Linked DNA regions of Sus scrofa: region 2 is linked to region 1. A link is a contact called in public HiChIP or PLAC-seq data. All regions are on one chromosome and are shown on one strand. Each heading gives the region's core, a stretch centred on a gene start, on an enhancer-like site or on the middle of the called end of the contact. The rest is flanking DNA. Distances are from core to core; before and after follow the strand shown. Region 1 overlaps FZD4 (frizzled-4). Region 2 has its middle 43 kb from the start of RAB38.

The links. HiChIP or PLAC-seq counts read pairs in DNA pulled down with a chosen protein or histone mark.
Region 2: an H3K27ac HiChIP or PLAC-seq map of alveolar macrophages shows a contact between it and region 1. The contact joins two enhancer-like sites. A contact is called at or near these places in 2 of 2 datasets of contacts at active chromatin or transcription factors (alveolar macrophages and skeletal muscle).

What each region holds. Positions count from the first base shown.
Region 1 is chr9:20,711,989-20,716,574 of Sscrofa11.1, forward strand. FZD4 (frizzled-4) reads right to left here. Exons shown (of 3, transcript XM_005667210.3): 3 at 3,007-4,586. Among named protein-coding and RNA genes, the nearest start is that of FZD4, 7.2 kb to the right of the region's middle. Within about 2 kb of position 2,318, at least 28 of the 83 cell types and tissues checked have an H3K27ac peak or open chromatin away from gene starts, as enhancers often do. A contact at or near this core is called in alveolar macrophages, where this site is marked.
Region 2 is chr9:21,681,601-21,686,186 of Sscrofa11.1, forward strand. No RefSeq gene overlaps it. Among named protein-coding and RNA genes, the nearest start is that of RAB38, 43 kb to the left of the region's middle. Within about 2 kb of position 2,646, at least 20 of the 83 cell types and tissues checked have an H3K27ac peak or open chromatin away from gene starts, as enhancers often do. A contact at or near this core is called in alveolar macrophages, where this site is marked.

The sequences.
Region 1 (4,586 bases), core at 1,068-3,567:
GGCATCTCAGAGCAGTCACTCCCCTCCCCTCTGTGTCTGTGTGGTCCGTAATGTTGCTTGCTCTCATGATAATGTCCTGATAATGACCTTGAGCCTACCTTGTCTGATGCCTTTTCTGGCTATGGGGACACAGGCCACCCAACTTATAAAACTAGATGGAGAAGTCATTTTCCTGGCTGACTGATGTGACATATTCCCATGTCTATGACACTATTGTGACACAATAAACTATTGTGTAAATAGAAAAAAAAATTTTTTTTTAATGAAAATCTGAAGTTAAAAAAAAGCTCTCTGTCCCCTTTTCAAGAGGCCTGAAGCTCTCCCAGATATAGCGGACCTTTCCTCAGGCTGCCAGATGAAGTCAAAGGGACTTGGAAGGTGTGTAAAAATGACCACACATCTTGGAAATGCCCAAAAGGGGTGTCACGGGATGACAGCTTGAGCACTGTGGTTACAGCCAAAGTGTCACGTGACCACTCGAGCGTTTCTGATGACCACAGTAGTGATAAATTCTGTTGACCTTGGACCTCGGGGGTTTACTGACCCAGGAGAAATCCCCGCAGGGAAAAATAGCAGCAGCAAAAAAAAAAAAAAAAAAAAAAAAAAAAAAAAAAAATTTAAAAAAAGGACAAAGAGGCTCTCAGGAAGAGGCTCACTTCTCTGCTTCTCACTGCTTCCCAAGGGCTTTCAGATACCTGTAGGAACAGGCCATGTCACACACCAGCTAACAAACAAAACTTTATTTTCCTTTAATACAAAAATTAAATAGCCAAGATTTTTGTTTTTTGTACAGTGATAAATTAGAAATTTACAGTACAGACATCAACGCAGACACACGTTTGTACATCCTCAAAAGCAGGGTCCATCGCCTCTGTCGGTCAGCAATTCGTTCAGGGCATGGAGTAGGGGTTTGCCTGGTACCTCTATGTCGAAATCCGGAAGTCCCCCAGGTTGGCCTCGAGGTGGCTGGCGCTGTGGCTGGCACGGGGCCCAAGAAAGGCCCAGAGAGCATGTGCTTGTCTGCGGCATCAGCAGGCCATATTTCATCTTTGCATAGACCACACTTGACCTTTCTTCTGCCTTTTCTACAAAGAGCTCCAGGGGCCTTTGTCCTCATCCCTTCTAAAGTCTCACAACATCCCTGTGAGGTAGGAAAAGATTCGGGACCGCCTAGATGCCCCCTTGGGAGAGGCCTGGGAAGCAGCCTCCCCCTCCCAAAGCCCATGGCAGCACACCTGGGAGAGCAGAGGGACCCAGCCTCCAGGGCCAGAGCACTCATCCTCCCCTCAGAAGCCTTCTGGGATGACAGTGGTCATGCACTGAATATTGCAGGCGATGGGGGAGCCATAGAAGCTTGGAGGACACAGCTCACCTAGGACCCCAAGCAGGCCTCTACAAGTCGCCTGGGTGAACACCGGGAATTTGCTGGTGCAAGGAAGGGAAGCAAGGCCAATCAGAAATAGAAACAAGCAAGTGGGTTTATCAAGGAGAAGAGGCCCATTGGGGGGATCCAGGGTTCATCTCCCTCCTGGAAATGCCCCATGTATCATCACCGCACATGAGCAGGGCAAGAGGCAGCAGCAAAGAGCTCTGCCCAGGCCACAGTGAAACAAAATCCATTATTTAAGGCTGTGGTATCTGATCCTTGGTAGGAGCAAAATGCTCTCCTAGGAGTTTCCAAGATCTACAGCCTCAGCCCAAGAAGAAAAATGAGAACCCAGGTCCTTTGCCAGATATAATACAAACCCAGACGGGGACTCTGAACCCAAATACAATAAAGGAACAGAAAGAACCTTTGGAGTCCGATGACTTGATATAATTGGCTGGAAGAGCAACCCTTCCGGATCCCCTCCATCTCAGAATGAAATTCAGGCTGTAGATGGGTCCTGAATGCTTCTTGCAGAGCCTGCGCCTCTTCCCCAACTGCGGTTGTGGCCACCTCGCCAGAAGCCGAAGATTGCACCATCCTGGCAAAATCCCCTTAAACTGAGGCTGCCGAGTTCCTCTTTACACACTCAGGTTCCGACACTGAATTTAGTGACCAGGAAGCTGAGGGGCGGGGTGGGGGGTGGGCAGAGAGCACCAAGCCTGGGGTGCTAATAAAGGCACAATTCGGAATCCAGATACAGAAGTTTCCCAGGTTCCAGGTTTGGGGGGTGCAGGTGAGAGGGATGTGGGGGCGGGGAAAGCAAAGTCAGAGAGCGTCTCAGGGAAATGAAAAGTGTCACCCCTCCACCGGTTCAGGTCTCTGAGTAAGCTGCCAGCTCAGAAGCCGTCTCAGAGATCAGGAAACGGGTCTCCAGAGAGGAAAAAGGATATGAATCAACCGAGTAGCTCCACCAGGCGGCTTTGGCCAGTTCCACCCTCCCCATGTTCCTCTGCCCTGAGGTGTGGCCTTTATGAAGGAGGAGAAAGGAGTTTTTCAGAGAGGAGGCTGGACAGAGGAGCCCCTGGGCCCTGCTGAGGCCAGGGGATTTAATAGGAAGCTACGGTCATACCTATTTATCCCAGATTTCAGAGAAAGAGAAAGAACCCTAACCTTTTCCCCAGCAAGAAGCTGTCCTCAGATTCACCGGGTATGAGTCACTGGAAGACCTCCAGCCCTCAAGTGCCTGTCCCTGAGGTCACATGAGATGCAGGAGCTCATGTCCTTATGGCCCCTGTTCATGGTCTTCCTAGGAGATTTCCACGCCGATTGTCATGAAACAGAGCTGATGCTTTCCAGCAAAACCCCTGTAAATCAATTTGCAAGGAATCCTGGGAAGGGATGAGTGACGTGTGAAAGGGAGAAAGACCCAGAAAGAGGGTTCTGGGACGGAGACGGAGAAACAGGCGGCGGTGCGATGCAGAGGCCCCGCTCCTCCCGAAAGACCCAGGCGCGTCCCCATCCAGCTCAGTCAGGAGAACAGCGCTTACCCGCCCCACCGACAACCCCTAAGGTGCTTAACACAGGGCTTTACGTGCAGTTGGCACTTGATAAATGTGCTGATAATTCTGAGAAGTCGCTTTTTTTTTTTTTTTTTAACAGATACCAACTTAAGAGGTGACGGAGTCACTTCAAGGGAACTGGTAACTGACGCCTCAGCCACAAAGCTCCTTTCCTGAAACCGTTAACACTCTCCAGGGTCTGGAATGTGAAAGGAACAGCCGATAACCCTGTGACATCGCCAAGGCTACGCATCCAGTCTGCACCCATGGCCACTTCCGAGCAAACATACTTCCCCTGAGAAGGCGAGAGATGTACGGAAAGGACATGTTGCAACACAGCAAGCTCCAGAACTCAGGCGTCCGGGTCCACCCAAGAACTCATCATTACTAGTAGAGCACCCGTTCTGTGCCTGGCCCGCTGCTAGGTGCTGCCTTGGTCACACAGTCACGGAAACATTCCAAGAACTGCATCACGAAGCCCTACACGCCAACAGCCAGGCCAGCACCCAGCTGCCTGGTCCTCCTTCCCCTTTCCTGGGCCGGAGTCGCCGCACAACTCCCAAGACACTGGAGCGGAGCGTGAGTAAGGGCAGGCTCTGCCCCTGGGTGCAGGCTCCGGGGCCCTGGCCAGCTATGGGAACCGTCTCCAGGCAGCACAGGCCGGTCACATGCTACATTTCATAGGCGACCTGGTCTCTGATGGAGTTCAACTGGTCCTTCTGGAGATCGCTTCTCATGTTCCTGGAGCCCTGCCCCAGAGTCCAGCCAGGCTCAGCACACACAGCAGGGGCCACCCGTGCTCACTTAAGTGTCTGCACCTGAAGCCCCCAAGACTGGCCCTTCCAAAGCACGCAACACACCTCACCTGCACCTTCATCTCAGCTCGAGAAGCCAGCCCAAACAGAGAAGAGAAGGAGGCAAATGTTCCACCGGGGGCGCAAGGCCCAAACACACCAAAAAAACCCCATGCTCATTTCTAGAACTGGAACTCCTATTTGGGATTTGGGGTCCCTGGAAATACTTTTCCACAAAGAAATTTGGTAAGAGCGCTTTCCTACCTGTTTTAGAGCAGAGGGAAGGGCATGAATAAATAAATGAGTGAGTCATCGCAGAGGAGTTGCTGAAGCAAAGACAGGTATGAACTTCAAGGACAGCAACCTGCGACATCGACATCGTCCACAATTTGTCCCAGAGATGTGGTGATTAGAAGGCCTAAGGCGGGTTAGGGGAAAGGCCAGTTACAATTTTAAAAGGACTGCAACTTTGGAGAGGCCGCTAGGGGGTACCCCCTTGTGAGGCACGTAAAGCATAATTTTTAAAAGCTCTGGATACCTCCGCAAGAGGCAATTAAGACCTGTGCCGTTAGAGTTTGCAGCTCATTTCATACGGTCTACACTTTATTCCCTACGAACCAATCAAGCTTCTGGCTGGCATTCTGGAGATTCATTAAGCACCATATAAATACTCCAGGCCACACTGCCTCCAATGAAATCTTACACCGAGCCTTTGCCAATTACTAGGAAACAATTATGCACCAAGTAGTTGGATTAGCTGTCCTTAGCTCCCTCTACAAAATGGAAAAATTCTCCACAGTGGTAAGTAGACCAGACTCTGATAACATTCTTATGCTAAAGAGAGAGAGGAAAAAAAAAAAAAAA
Region 2 (4,586 bases), core at 1,396-3,895, 970 kb after region 1:
ACCCATTTTCCTTGCCCTCCCTCATCTGCAGTTTGAAGATCACTATTAGCATTCTCTTCTTTGGCTCCTCTGATGTTCCAGACACTCATAAGACATACCGCAATCTTTCCTGCCAGATATGAACAAAGCTCTGAAGTCAATGACAGTTTTCACAGAACTTTTTTGAAAACCATCCTATGATGAGCAATTAGTAAGTTGTCTCCTTATTGGGGCTTGCATGCAATTAGTGCTAATCTTTTATGGGTATTTGTGAACGTGTTTGCTTTTGATCTAGATCCATTGGAGTATGTTTAAAATCTCTCAAAAATGTGTTGTGTCATTGGAGGCCTTGGATATCATTCATTACATAGTTTTAAAGTTTTTTTCCTAGTCACTTTTTGCTGGTATATAAAATGCAAATGGATATTTGTAGGCTCGATTTACTGAATTTACTTGCTAATTCATATAGACTAAATGGAGATTCTTTTGGATTTTCCGCATCTATAATCATGTTATCCACAAATAATGACAGTTATTTCTTCCTTTCTAATACATTTGTCCTAACGGGATCTCCAGTATAGTGTTAAACAGAAGAGGTAATTGTGGGCATCTTAATCTTATTCCTGATCTCATGCTGCAAACTTCAAAGATTTTACCATTAATCGTGAAGCATTCCATGAGGGTTTGACGGCTGTTCTTTAATATATTAAAGAAGATTCTACTTCTAGTATGCTAAGAGTTTATAAGATGAATAGATATTGAGAGGTATCAATGCTTTCTCTGCAACTATTGAGATAATCATATGATTTTCTCCTTTATTTTCTAAATATGGTGAATTATATGATTTTCAAATATTGAAACAACCATCTTACTTGATGCCGTTATCAGCTAATATAATGAGGATTTTTGCAACTACGTTTATGAGAGATATTAACTTGTAATATTTCTTTCTTATAATGTCTGTATCAGGTTTTGTTATCAAGATTACACTGGCTAGTAAAATTGGAAGTGTTCCCTCTTTTTCTGTCCTCTAAAAGTTTAGCAGAGTTAGTGTTATTTTTTCCTTAAATGTTTGTAATAAGTTACCACTAAATTTATCTGTGCCTAGAGTTTCCTTTGTGGGAAGCTTTTTATTTTCAGATACTTTTTTTTTTTTTTTTTACTGGATATGGGACTATTCAATTTTTATAGTGCATCATGAGTATGTTACAATAAATTGTGTTTTAAAGTAACATTAATTTTATCAAAATTTCACTATTTATTAGCAAATGTCTTTCATTATTTCTATCATTTTAATTTCTCTCATATCTAATAATAATGTCCTCACTTTCATTCCTGATATTACTTGTGCTCATGTTTAATCTTCCTAACAATTGATGTAGTGAGTATTATTATTTTCTCACATCTTGCAAAGGAGTAACAAAACTCCAAGAGCTAAAATGTTGCTCAAGTTTACTTAGCTAGAAAGCACAGAGCTAGGACTCAAAGCAAGTTCTGTAGCCTCAAAAGCCCATATTCTTTACAAACAAGTCATACTTGCTTCATGGTACATTGTAGTCATGGCTGTGCTGACTTTTTAGTGCTTTCAGGGAAGAAAAATGAATACTGGGGCTAAGCTTTTGTCTGAGAAAATAACAGGAACAGGAAAAAGATAAATGGACTTTCCTCACTCTCTAAACACTCAGACACATTTGACATTGGTACTGTGAATCATTTTCCACTTAACGAGTGGCGTTATATGCTCTTCAGTTTCTCTGAAGAGCTCCTCCCCATCCTATTAGAAAATGCTGAATTATCTTTTAAGTACCAGCTTCTATTCTGTGAAGAATTCCTGCTATTCTGTTCTTCTACAGTATTCTGTGTCTTCGATTCCACGGATTCCTTGACTCTCCCAACAAAATAGATATCTCTGTTGTATTACCACTGAAGTTATTGAAGAAAGTTCTATCATAGCTCATATATTTACAGATAATATTCTCAACATGCCTATAAACATCTGCCTCACCTACTAAATTATCAGTCTCTTGAGGATAATGGGAACTACGTCTCCTGCATCCACTCTGTGTCCTGTGTTCAGCTTAATCACGAAGCAGGTACACAGTGAAACATCTTCATTATTTTATAGGACTAATTATTTTTACATGCTTTTCCCCATCTCCCCTAAGAACTTATCCCTCAAGGAATCTACCACAGTAGAATTTTGCTTGGCATGTACTAACCGTGTTCTCTACATATGGAATTTCTCAAAAGTCAGAATAGTTTAAACTACTTAGCTTATTTGAGGCTCCAGCTCTAATTATTTTAAGTGACAATATCTATACATGGCTACAAAACCTGAAGTACATTTTAAATGTTTACATTTAATTAATTCATGCTTAAAACATACACATTCACAGACTCAATAGCTATCTGTATTATTTCAGAGATAGTACCCAAGTCTGAATTTGATCTAAATTTAAGGTTTTACTAAATATGACACTCAAAACAAGTATTTTTCCTGGTCCCCTTCTTTTTGCCACTCCTCTCTATTCTCCCTTGTTCTACAGTTTATGAACGTACTAGGTCATGAGCAAACCAAAACTATCTGAGGCGCCTCACTCAAGGCCTAAGAAACCCAGGGAGAATTTAGAGCTGCAGTATGGGACAGAGCCACTAGGTGGAGCTCCATAAAATCTATGGTCATCTCCTGCCCATGAATCACTTTAGACCATGGGATGCTGATGCTGGAAAGGACCTGGAAAGCAAGGAACTAATCCCTTCAGTTTCACAGAGGGGAAATCTGGGGGCCCATCAGGGAAAGAACTAACCCAGGTCACACACTGAATTAGTAAAGCCAAGCAGGACCCTGTGGAGCTATTCCAGGTACAAAAGATTTTCTGTGCTCCCTGTCTCCTGTTTGTAGAAAAGCTGTAGTCTCCTAGGCCTCCTCTGAGTCACCAAAGATCAGGCTCAAGCAGTTAAAGATTAGTACAGCAGAAGTACAGCTGCTGAGTCACAGAATCTTTAGTTCCTCCCTGAAAGACATAGATAACAGTGTCCAGTGCACTTTCCTGAGTTGTTTTGCAGATACTATAATAACCACCATCAGAGGGAAAAAGCTAACTATATGATAACCAGACGGTAGCCAGGACATAAGCTGCTGAATCTTGAGCAGTGCTGACTCTATGGCTTGCACAATTCCAGGAACCGGCCTCAAGGAAATGGGAATAAACAGACCCTGAAGTTGCAGATTAGCTATGTTTAAAACAATCTTAAGATAACACTGACCAGAGCACGACATGACTAGTTCCAAGATGACTGTCAGATTTCTGACTGTTCTATTCTGAACATCGCGTCTGTCTGCGCACCCCTGAAACCTTCCACTTTTCCCCTGTAACTCCCTTTTCCCTCTAACTGGCAAGGGGAAAATGGTTTGGGGAATGATAGTCCACTATCTCCCCAGGTTGCCAGCTTCCCAATTAAAGCATCTTTCTTTTCCCACCAACCCTTGTTTCTCAAATATTGACTTCTGAGCCATGAGTAGCTGAACTTGAGCTCGGTTCTGGCTCCAGCTGGTAACATTAGTAGTAAACACAAAATCAGCGCCCAGAGTCTGCATGGCTGCACCTTTGCATTTTCTGCAGTAATTATTTTGCCACTAGAGTTGTGAATGGAAAAGGTGTACAGCTTAAATAAAAACAGGATACATGACTAATCAATCTCCTCATGGTGAAGCAAAACAGTATTGGCATAACATTAATTAACTTGTGTTCTGGAGTCACATACTGTTAGCCAAAGAAAGTGAGCTTCATGGCCAGTGCCTGCAACAGTGTGCATTTGAATGAAGGTATCTCAGCTTCTTTCTACTGGATAATCAAAGAAGCCTTATATCACTGTTCTGCTTCATTTATAGAAAGGAGTTTGGGCAGAAGGAGTGGAAAGGACTAGTTTTTCCACTGACAAACTCTGTGGTATCAAAAGAAAGTTTCCTGCCCATTGTTTCCATGGGAGAAATGGTGGAGTCTGCTTTGCCTAATGAGCAGAGGCAGAACAAGGAGTTATGGGGATTTGGAATAAGGTAATTATAGGACAAAACTGATCATGACAGGTTATCATTGGTAACTTCCATGCGCCTTCGGTCCTATCAGGTCCCCTTTCCCACAGTTGTCCTCATTCTACCACATCTCTGTCTCAGAAGGGAATGTGACAAATAAACCAGTTAGATCTCAGAGTGCTCTAAGAACCAGAAACACAACGGATACAGATGATTGTGGTATTAGGGAAAATATGATTCAAATGTCTAGCAAAATCTCTGGCATATACACAGCAGTGTTTTTTAAAAAAATGCCTTCAGAGTTCTCACTGTGGCATATTGGGTTAAGAATCCAAATGCAGCGGCTCAGGTTACTGCGGAGGCACAGGTTAGATCCCTGGCCTGGCACAGTAACTTAAAGGACCCAGCACTGCTGCAGCTGCGTTCTGTGGCTTGGATTCAATCCCTGGAAACTTCATAAGCCGCGGGTGCAGCTTTAAAAAAAAAAAAAAAAAAAAAAAAAGAAAGAAAGAAAAGAAAAGAAAAAAAAAAGCTGCTATTTTTGTGTCATTTCATTCTTCTCAGATATGTTTAT